Regions from separate parts of the Mus musculus genome. Here region 1 is linked to region 2. The links are chromatin contacts, called in public Hi-C maps. All regions are on one chromosome and are shown on one strand. Each heading gives the region's core, a stretch centred on a gene start, on an enhancer-like site or on the middle of the called end of the contact. The rest is flanking DNA. Distances are from core to core; before and after follow the strand shown.

What was found. Hi-C and Micro-C count contacts between places; a contact is called where the count stands out from the background.
Region 1: a Hi-C map of regulatory T cells shows a contact between it and region 2, with 4 times the contacts expected there. The contact joins the enhancer-like site here to the promoter of Eef1akmt1 in region 2. A contact is called at or near these places in 2 of 39 promoter capture datasets (the C10 cell line and macrophages), 4 of 484 Hi-C or Micro-C datasets (double positive thymocytes, erythroblasts, nephron progenitors and 1 more), 3 of 115 datasets of contacts at active chromatin or transcription factors (the SCID.adh cell line, bone marrow-derived macrophages and embryonic stem cells) and 3 of 9 other capture datasets (adipose tissue, liver and pancreatic islet).

The regions. Positions count from the first base shown.
Region 1 is chr14:57,642,900-57,646,778 of GRCm38.p6, forward strand. Xpo4 (exportin 4) reads right to left here. Exons shown (of 23, transcript NM_020506.2): 3 at 183-324. Among named protein-coding and RNA genes, the nearest start is that of Xpo4, 20 kb to the right of the region's middle. Within about 2 kb of position 1,747, at least 2 of the 459 cell types and tissues checked have an H3K27ac peak or open chromatin away from gene starts, as enhancers often do. A contact at or near this core is called in regulatory T cells, where this site is marked.
Region 2 is chr14:57,569,645-57,573,932 of GRCm38.p6, forward strand. It overlaps Eef1akmt1 (EEF1A alpha lysine methyltransferase 1), which reads right to left and starts at 1,938. Exons shown (of 5, transcript NM_026526.3): 1 at 1,899-1,938. 1700039M10Rik (RIKEN cDNA 1700039M10 gene) reads left to right here and starts at 1,970. Exons shown (of 2, transcript NR_152103.1): 1 at 1,970-2,041; 2 at 2,265-2,724.

The DNA.
Region 1 (3,879 bases), core at 497-2,996, 73 kb after region 2:
ATGTAAGTAAAAGGTATGATTTTTATCGAGTATGAAAGCAAGCTACAATTGTGCATAGATTTTCAAACTACTAGCTCCAGCACAGAGCTTGCCCATAACCATCACCACTGAAAAGAAGGGGTGTCTCAAAGGACAGATCAGAGGGCCTCCTGTATTTTAGCGGTGCCACCCCAGGTACTCACTTAGGCCTTTGCAAGACATAGGTGAGGAGGAATGTTCTCAGTGACTCGATGCTGCCCTTTTCCAAGAGAACCCACTCTCGGACAACCGCTTCCATTATAGCTGTGGCAGCTTGAAAAAGGACATAGTCCACTTTACTGGTTTCTGGGGAGAAAATTAAAAACTCTCTTTAAGCAGTAGTTCATGTTACCATGTGTACTTTGCATTTATTAAATTTTAAGACAGAACTTTTCAGACAAGGAATAAGATGGTTACCTGATCTGGTTTTAATCCAGTGACCTTGCTCTAGCACCACAAAGAGGTTAGTTCCTCTCAGAAGACACCTCAGGCAGGTGGCAGCTAATCACCGATCACAATTTTCACAAACTTTCCTCACCTCTCTTCAACTGTTACTTCCAAAGCATGAAGAACTAAAAAATAACACAGCTTTAAAAAGTAAAAATAAAAATATGAAGCAATCAGAAAGTGGACTAAGAGATTCTCACACTGTGCAAAACGGGAATTTTTTATTGGAAAAATCTTATTAAACTGATCTTTGAACATTACTATTTGTGATGAGCCATGCTGCTAAAATATTGGAGCTTTTAAATAAGTAAGCATCCAGCAGGATGACAAACCTCAATAGCAAGTTCAGAAATAAACAACCATATCCAAGTTCTTTGCTTCAAAATGCTCAAATATAATGAGCCATATTTACACAAGGTGAGAAGTTCTTGTTAATTTTCTGATTGCAGTACTGATCAAACTGAGTAAAATCCCGAGGCTACACTTAGAAAGACCCAGCCTACCTGGCAAGGTATAGTATCTGAGCTAAAACCTGAATCAGGAAAAAATAGAAAATTAACACCCTGAAAAAATACTTTATATATTAATTTTCTATTTTTTCTGTTAGTGTATATTGCTATAGTTTTTAAACAGCACTATCAAAAGGAAGAAACAGCCAAAATGAAGTCAAGAAAAAGTAGAAATTCTCTGAAGGTCTAAAAATAACCATGTGAAACTCTTAATAAAGTCTGGTTAGACGCCAGATTATATGCCAAGAACACTGGATATGAGTATCGGAAAGCCATGAGAAATTAAGTTTAGGCCTAAAATGGTGCCTTTGAACAATCAAGTGAGCACAAAGTATAGCTGGGCAGTTTCTAGCTCAAGCTCATGTCATTAAAAACGTTACCAATGTTCTTAACACATTACCTGTGAAGATATGGGTGTACCTGCATAAGAGCATGCCATTGCAGACAGGAGGTTTGAATACAGCAAAAGTAGAAAGAACCAATCCGGGCTTTCTGTTTCTAAGATTTGATTAGTCCTTGCTACGTTAACATGAATTGATTAGGATAATGATTGGAAGTCACAAAAACTTTAAAACTTTACAATATAATAAGTGACTAATTTTAAAAATGTGACCTTACTATAATTTTTTTTTTAATTTTCCAGAAGTAAGGATGGAATGGTAGGCAGTTTTATCGAGAGTCAAACAATTTTAGCCAGAAACAGGATATATCTATCTCCCTTAAGAAGAAATAGGACTGTCTGATAAAGGTGAGTTGTATAATCTCACCACAGATTTCCTTTTGAGAGGATGTTGTTTGTCTTCACTTCCATCTACAATGAAATTCTTAACAGATTCTAAGAAGGCAAAAATATGAAGGCCTCACAGAAGGTTAAAAACAGCAAAGATCATCTTATACAACTGCACCGTCTTATAGCTGAAGAAACTGCTGCCCAACAGAGAGGAAATGTGATATCATATGGCTACCTAAATAACACTAATCCTTGCTAAGCACACACTCGCATGGGCAAGACCAAGAAGATACCTTCTGTCAGCTGAGCACTGAGACACACTTACTTTAAATTAAGTGTGCTTCTATCCTAGCCTTCTTTCTGTCTTATACAAGAATGACACTTGAAAGTTGTCAAGAGACACTTGTTAGCTTTTCTTCAGCACCCACCTCTCCGTGGCAGGAAGGGAAGATCTAACTTACTAGGAGAAGCTATCTCTAAGGATAGAGGAATCCCGAAAAGAAAGCCAAATTCCAAACTGAAACGTAGGACCTTTCGTAAATGAGTATTATCTTTTCTGATAAACACTACTATTAGCCTTCAAAGAGTACATTCACACAGAGCATATATGTGTAATAGAAGCTAGGAAGCACTCTGCACGCTGGCCAGGACTCAGGAGCAGAGCTTCTGCGTTCACACAGGCCTCAGTCTCACTCTCTGCCATCAAGAGGACTGACACTAACTCACAGCTCAGCTACAATTTCTCACATCCCTCCAGGAAGAGCTGCTGCTGGCTACCACAGTGCTATGATAAACTTCTTTGGAGAATGCCTTCTTTGCTACCACAGTAACTTCAATGATTATAGAACTATAAGTTGTTTTTATTCTGAAATAAAAAACAAATATTTTCTCTGAAACATGATAGCATCCTTTAGAAAAAACTGAAGTAAAATTAATAATAAAGGGAAACTAAGTTTTAAAAGGTGTTCTAAAAATAAAAGCAAGCCTACTATAGATAGATGATCAGCCACTGCAGTCTAACCTTAAAGGTTTCTATTCAAACCACAGGACTGTAAGTGCTGAAATACCAGCTATTTCCCATAAGGACACCTACATCTACTGACGAATAGTAAAGGCTCGTTGAAGATAAGATTGACAGCATTACCAATGACAATTTTTTAGATGCAGAAGCAAGTTTACTAACCCAACTGAACATGCTGGTTTGTTTCATTTTGTGCTGGCTGCCTAAGATGAGCGAGTAGAGCCCATTTCTCCCTGAGAAGGCAAAGGAGCAGTACAGAGGTGATTTCAGAGGTAGTAATAAGCCAATCCCCTTATTTCTTGGTTATGTCTTTAGCAAGAATTAAACTCAGGCTTGTCTGTCCTTTAAGACAAAACAAAACAAACATTTAACCCTAAAAAACCAGTAAGTTCCTAAGTGCCAAAGACGTCTTAGGGGAAATAGTCTAAAAGTGCTCATGACAAAAAAACACAAGCATGCAATATGTACATACGTGTGCACACACAAGAGACAGTCAGACAACTGTGTGTACATGCATGCACATGCACACACACACATACACGCAAAGAAGCAAAAACTAAGAGGGAAATAGGATAAGAAAAAGAAAAGAGAGTAAATGAAAAACTCATAAAACTGAAGCCAAAAAGGAGGAAGTTGTAAGAGGACAGAAAAGAGATGCATCGGAGAGAAACCTCACCCTTTATCAGAATATATCTCCCAGACATGCTACAAAATGACATCTAATCCCTAGATAAGAATGTGAAAATTCTGAGTTGTGATTGACTGCCACTTGAATGAGAAGTCTTCTTAGAGGAATTTGCCCTTCTGTGCTGGTGGCAACTGAGTAAGGGGTTAAAAAAGATTTTTGGTCAAGTTTAGATGCAAACATTAACGTAACCCAGAGCTTCGCAGTAGACTCATGACAGTGCATGTTGCTGTGTACTCCATCCTTCAAGCAGTTAACCGGTGAAACCCGAGATGACTTTGAAAGCACAACTAAGAATTAAGCACAACTAGAAACAGCGGTACGGCTCTTTACAGTGTCCAGACAAGCTCTGCCCTTATGAAAGCTACCGTACATCATAAATACACACACTGAGAAATGAGAGGGCTATAAGCAAATAATCGCTAATAAATGCTTATAGCACAGTCGACAATCACAGCTGCATTCAACA
Region 2 (4,288 bases), core at 688-3,187:
GGGTGGGGGAGAAGAAATACAGAAGACAGGGTCTCACTATGTAGCCCAGGCTCTCCTGGAACTCACTATGTAGCTTAGGCTAGCCTCAAACTCATGATCCCACTGTCTCAGCCTCCTGAGGTGTGTTACGCTGTGTGGCTGTTTTGTATTGCTTTTTAAGTAGGTTTGTGAAATTGTGTTAAGCAGGTCTGAAAAGGGCTGTGTCATATTAAACTGACCTGGAGTGTTTACTGGCTCATATTCTAGATCAGTGGTTCTCATGGGAGAGCCAGGAGTCACTCTTCTTCTAGGAGAAAGACTTGCAAACAGCTGGAAACATTTTTGGTTATCATAATCAAGGGCATTGCTGGCAACCAGTGGACAAAGGTCAGCTATGACTCTGAACTTTCTACAGTTCATAGGACAACCCTCTACTTCAAAGATCTGTCCAAAATATCCTTAGTGCAGAGGTCCAGAAACCCCAGAGACAAAGAAATGGCAAGACAGCTATTGCTCTATGTCAGAAATGTGGCTCAGCACCTAAGGGCAACAGGGAAGAACCTGATGGGAAATAAAGTCAAGGCCTTGCCTTGATAGGAAAAATGGAAATGGGGTTACAGGAAGATGGGACTACCGTGGGGAAAGGGTCAGCAGCGGCAGCAGCAGCAGGGATTCTTCATTTCTATAAAAATCTTCTAGTTCTAGTCGGGCGTGGTGGTGCACGCCTTTAATCCCAGCACTCAGGAGGCAGAGGCAGGTGGAGTTCTGAGTTCGAGGCCAGCCTGGTCTACAGAGTGAGTTCCAGGACAGCCAGGGCTACACAGAGAAACCTTGTCTGGAAAAACAAAAAAAAACAAAACCAACCCCCCCCCCAAAAAAAAAACCCAAAATCAAAACAAACTTCTATTCCCATGCATCAGATCTACGAAAGCAACAACAAAAAACTAACAATACTGTATGTCAGAGTATCTAAGTACCTTCTCCAAGATATTTAGGTCAAGAGAGTTTAAGCCAGCAGAAAGAGAATGAAACAAAGTTTCTTTCCAGAGTCGTTAGTAAACTGCAGGAAGGGTAGCTGTACTAGTAGGCGAATAGAATGACCTGTCAAGTATGCTCAACCTGCGGCTCAGAGACAGGCACCCACAGTCACTAGAAATGACATTGTTCTCAACTTGTTTGTTCCCTGAGCGTGAACTCTGTAGATGACAATGCCTGGCAGATATTCTCTAAGTAATCTTATTGATTCAAGACAGTTGTGTTGCCTTGGCTGTCCTAGAACTTGCTCTATCTATCTACCTATGAATGAATGATAGGATTTCTTTGTGTAGCCTTGGCTGTCCAGGAAAATTCTCTGTAGACCAGGCTGGCCTTGAACTCAGAGATCTGTCTGCCTGTGCATCTCGAGTGTATAAAAATCGTGTGCTTTCATTTTCATACAAGTCTCTGCCTGAGGGAAGTCCTTCACTTCCTAAATACTGTTTATTATTTAAAGAAAGATTGTTGGGTGTGGTGACACGGGAAAAATGAGGGATCAATGAGTCTGAGTTCGAGGCCAGCCTGGCTATACAGTGAGACCATCTCAAAATAATAAATCCCACCATGACCTGAGATAAAACTTGCACAGAGAAAGCAAGCCACAAACACACAACAAGGTAAGTTTGGATGAACAGCCCGGCCAGCCAAACCCCATGCTAAGGCTCAAGGCTTCCTCGTGTCCATGCATATATATCCCTTCCCCAGGCACCATTCCGACCGGACCACTAAGGACTTGTTTCCGGCTCAAGATGTCCAAGAAGAAGGACCCCGCAGAGACGAGGCCCCTACTGGGAAAGTCTCCAAGGGTCAGTATGGACCCGGTTCGGAACCCACCCAAAACATCCCTTGACCCTCCGCCGCCACACTCCGTGGCCGCCACTCACCACTGACGCATGCGCAGTCGTCACAGTGCGGGGGTGGGGTGAGGGTTGGCGGGGACCTCCGCGTTTGCGCTGGTGCAGACCAGACGGTGGGAGCCAATGAGCGTCTAGTCCCGCCCAGTCAGCTTCCGGCTTCTACAACCCAGGTTTTAATTAGGTTGCGGTAGTCTGGCTGTTTGGTACTTTGGAGTCAGTCTTAAACCTTTCAAACCAATTAGTCTTTCAGAGCTTTCAGTGTTGAATTCACAGTATATGAACACATATTTTACCAATCTATCATGGTAGCTGGCACACAGTTTTCCTTAATCAAAACTAATGCTCCCTTTGATTCGGCAATTCTTAAATCACATGTAATCTTTTCTTTCCCAGGGACAGGCAAACTTCACTATGTTCCTGCTGTTCGGTTCTCTCTTTATCGATTTCCTGATCTGGCTGAAGGGCTTTAAATCACCGCTCAGATGCTGACGCCACTCAAAAAGCAGCTTGATAATGAACTGTCACAATTTCTACATACAGTAGTGTTTCGTCTGTAGAAACCCATACTTCATTTTGATTTCGATTTCTCTAAACGAATGACTACTCTATTAAACCAAATAGATCAAATCAAGTGTAACTTATCAAAATGGCAATCAAGAAAAAAAAACTATTGAAAAGGAAGAAACCATCTACTTATAAGACTCAAAAAAACCTGTTTTAAAGCAAACTATTTTGCACCTAATTTTTTAAAGCTTCCATTCCTTTTAAGTATGTATGCCACAATGATTATCTTCGTGTATTCAATTATATGCTATTTTTAAATATTAAAGTGTCTGAAGACACAAGAAAGCTCTACCTTTTTGGTTTTTTTTCAACAAGAGTTTCTTGATGTAGTTCTGGCTGGCCTGTATACATTGTAATTAAATGTTTCTCACAGATCATAAAATTAGTATCAAAGACAAACTAGTCTTTATTGAAGTGAAAAAGTTTTTCAGTCAAATTGGATCCAAAAGATGCTTTCAAATCACATTTTTTTTTAATAATTATTTATTATATGTAAGTACACTGTAGCTGTCTTCAGACACTCCAGAAGAGGAAGCCCGATCCCATTACAGATGGTTGTGAGCCACCATGTGGTTGCTGGGATTTGAACTCAGGACCTTTGAAAGAGCAGTCGGGTGCTCTTACCCACTGAGCCATCTCACCAGCCCCCCACATTTTAATTAAGGAATTATTTCTTTTATATTTAGTAATGGTGCTGAGAGAATACCTTGGAAGATCTCTTAAGATAGAAATATGTGGTCCTGGGTCCCTAGTGGTCAGGGGAGACAGGTAATTCTCTGTGAGCTTAAGGTTTAGACTACACAAGTTTATGGAGAGCAGGACTACATACGAAGACTCTGTCTCATAAAAACAACAAACTAACAGACTAACTAACTAACTGAGTTTTTCTTTTTCTTATTTATTTTTTGTGTTGGGACCAAGTTGAGTCTCCAGCTTTAACCTTTGAAGTAGAAAGGACTGGCAATTCCACAATGCTTGGCCCTTTAAAAAAAATATATATACACACACACACACACACACACACACACACATATATATATATATAAAATATATCACATATTACTGAAACATAAATCTGGACTTCACCATTTGAGAGCTTTACCACAAAATTATTCAAATCACCCTAAATATGAAGCAAAGTGAGATCTCTAGAATTCTAGTCCAACAAGATGCTAGACTGAATTGAAGGAAATCCTATTAAGATGTTAACTTCACACAAATTAAAAATAATTAGAATTATCAATCAAAACAAAATAAGATTTGATATGAACTAGTCATAAGTTAGTGTTGGCAGTAAAGTCAAGTTTGGGAATCGGATTTTTTTCTCTCAGAAACACCATCAGGTGCACAGAAATACTTTGCTTTCAATGATAGCCTGCAAAATTCAAAGTGGCCAATGTGACAGCATTCTGAGGTGAGGCATTTAAGAGGTGATGAAGCCTAAAGGGTCATCCTTCACTGATGACATTAGTCCCCTTCTAAAGGAACGGGACAGGTATTGCTTGCAATTCCTCCCTCCCTCCCTCTCCAACTTCAGCTATATAAACAAACAAAAAAGCCTTCACTAGACACTCATGCCTTCATCTTGGACTTTCTGGCCACCAGAACCATGAGAAACAATGCTGTTCTTTAAACTAATCAACTCAAGTACCCTCTTGTATAGCACAAGTGGACCAAGACAGCTGACTGAAAACATGGTTGTTTTGAAAGAAGAGACAAGAGTAGCATCTACCATTGTAAAAATGTTAAGGACTGTCTATGGAGACCTCAGTGGGGAAAGTGCTGACCTTCATACATGACTGAGGTCTGTGCGCACACAATAGATAATGACTGTCAGATGTTGATCCTTTGTT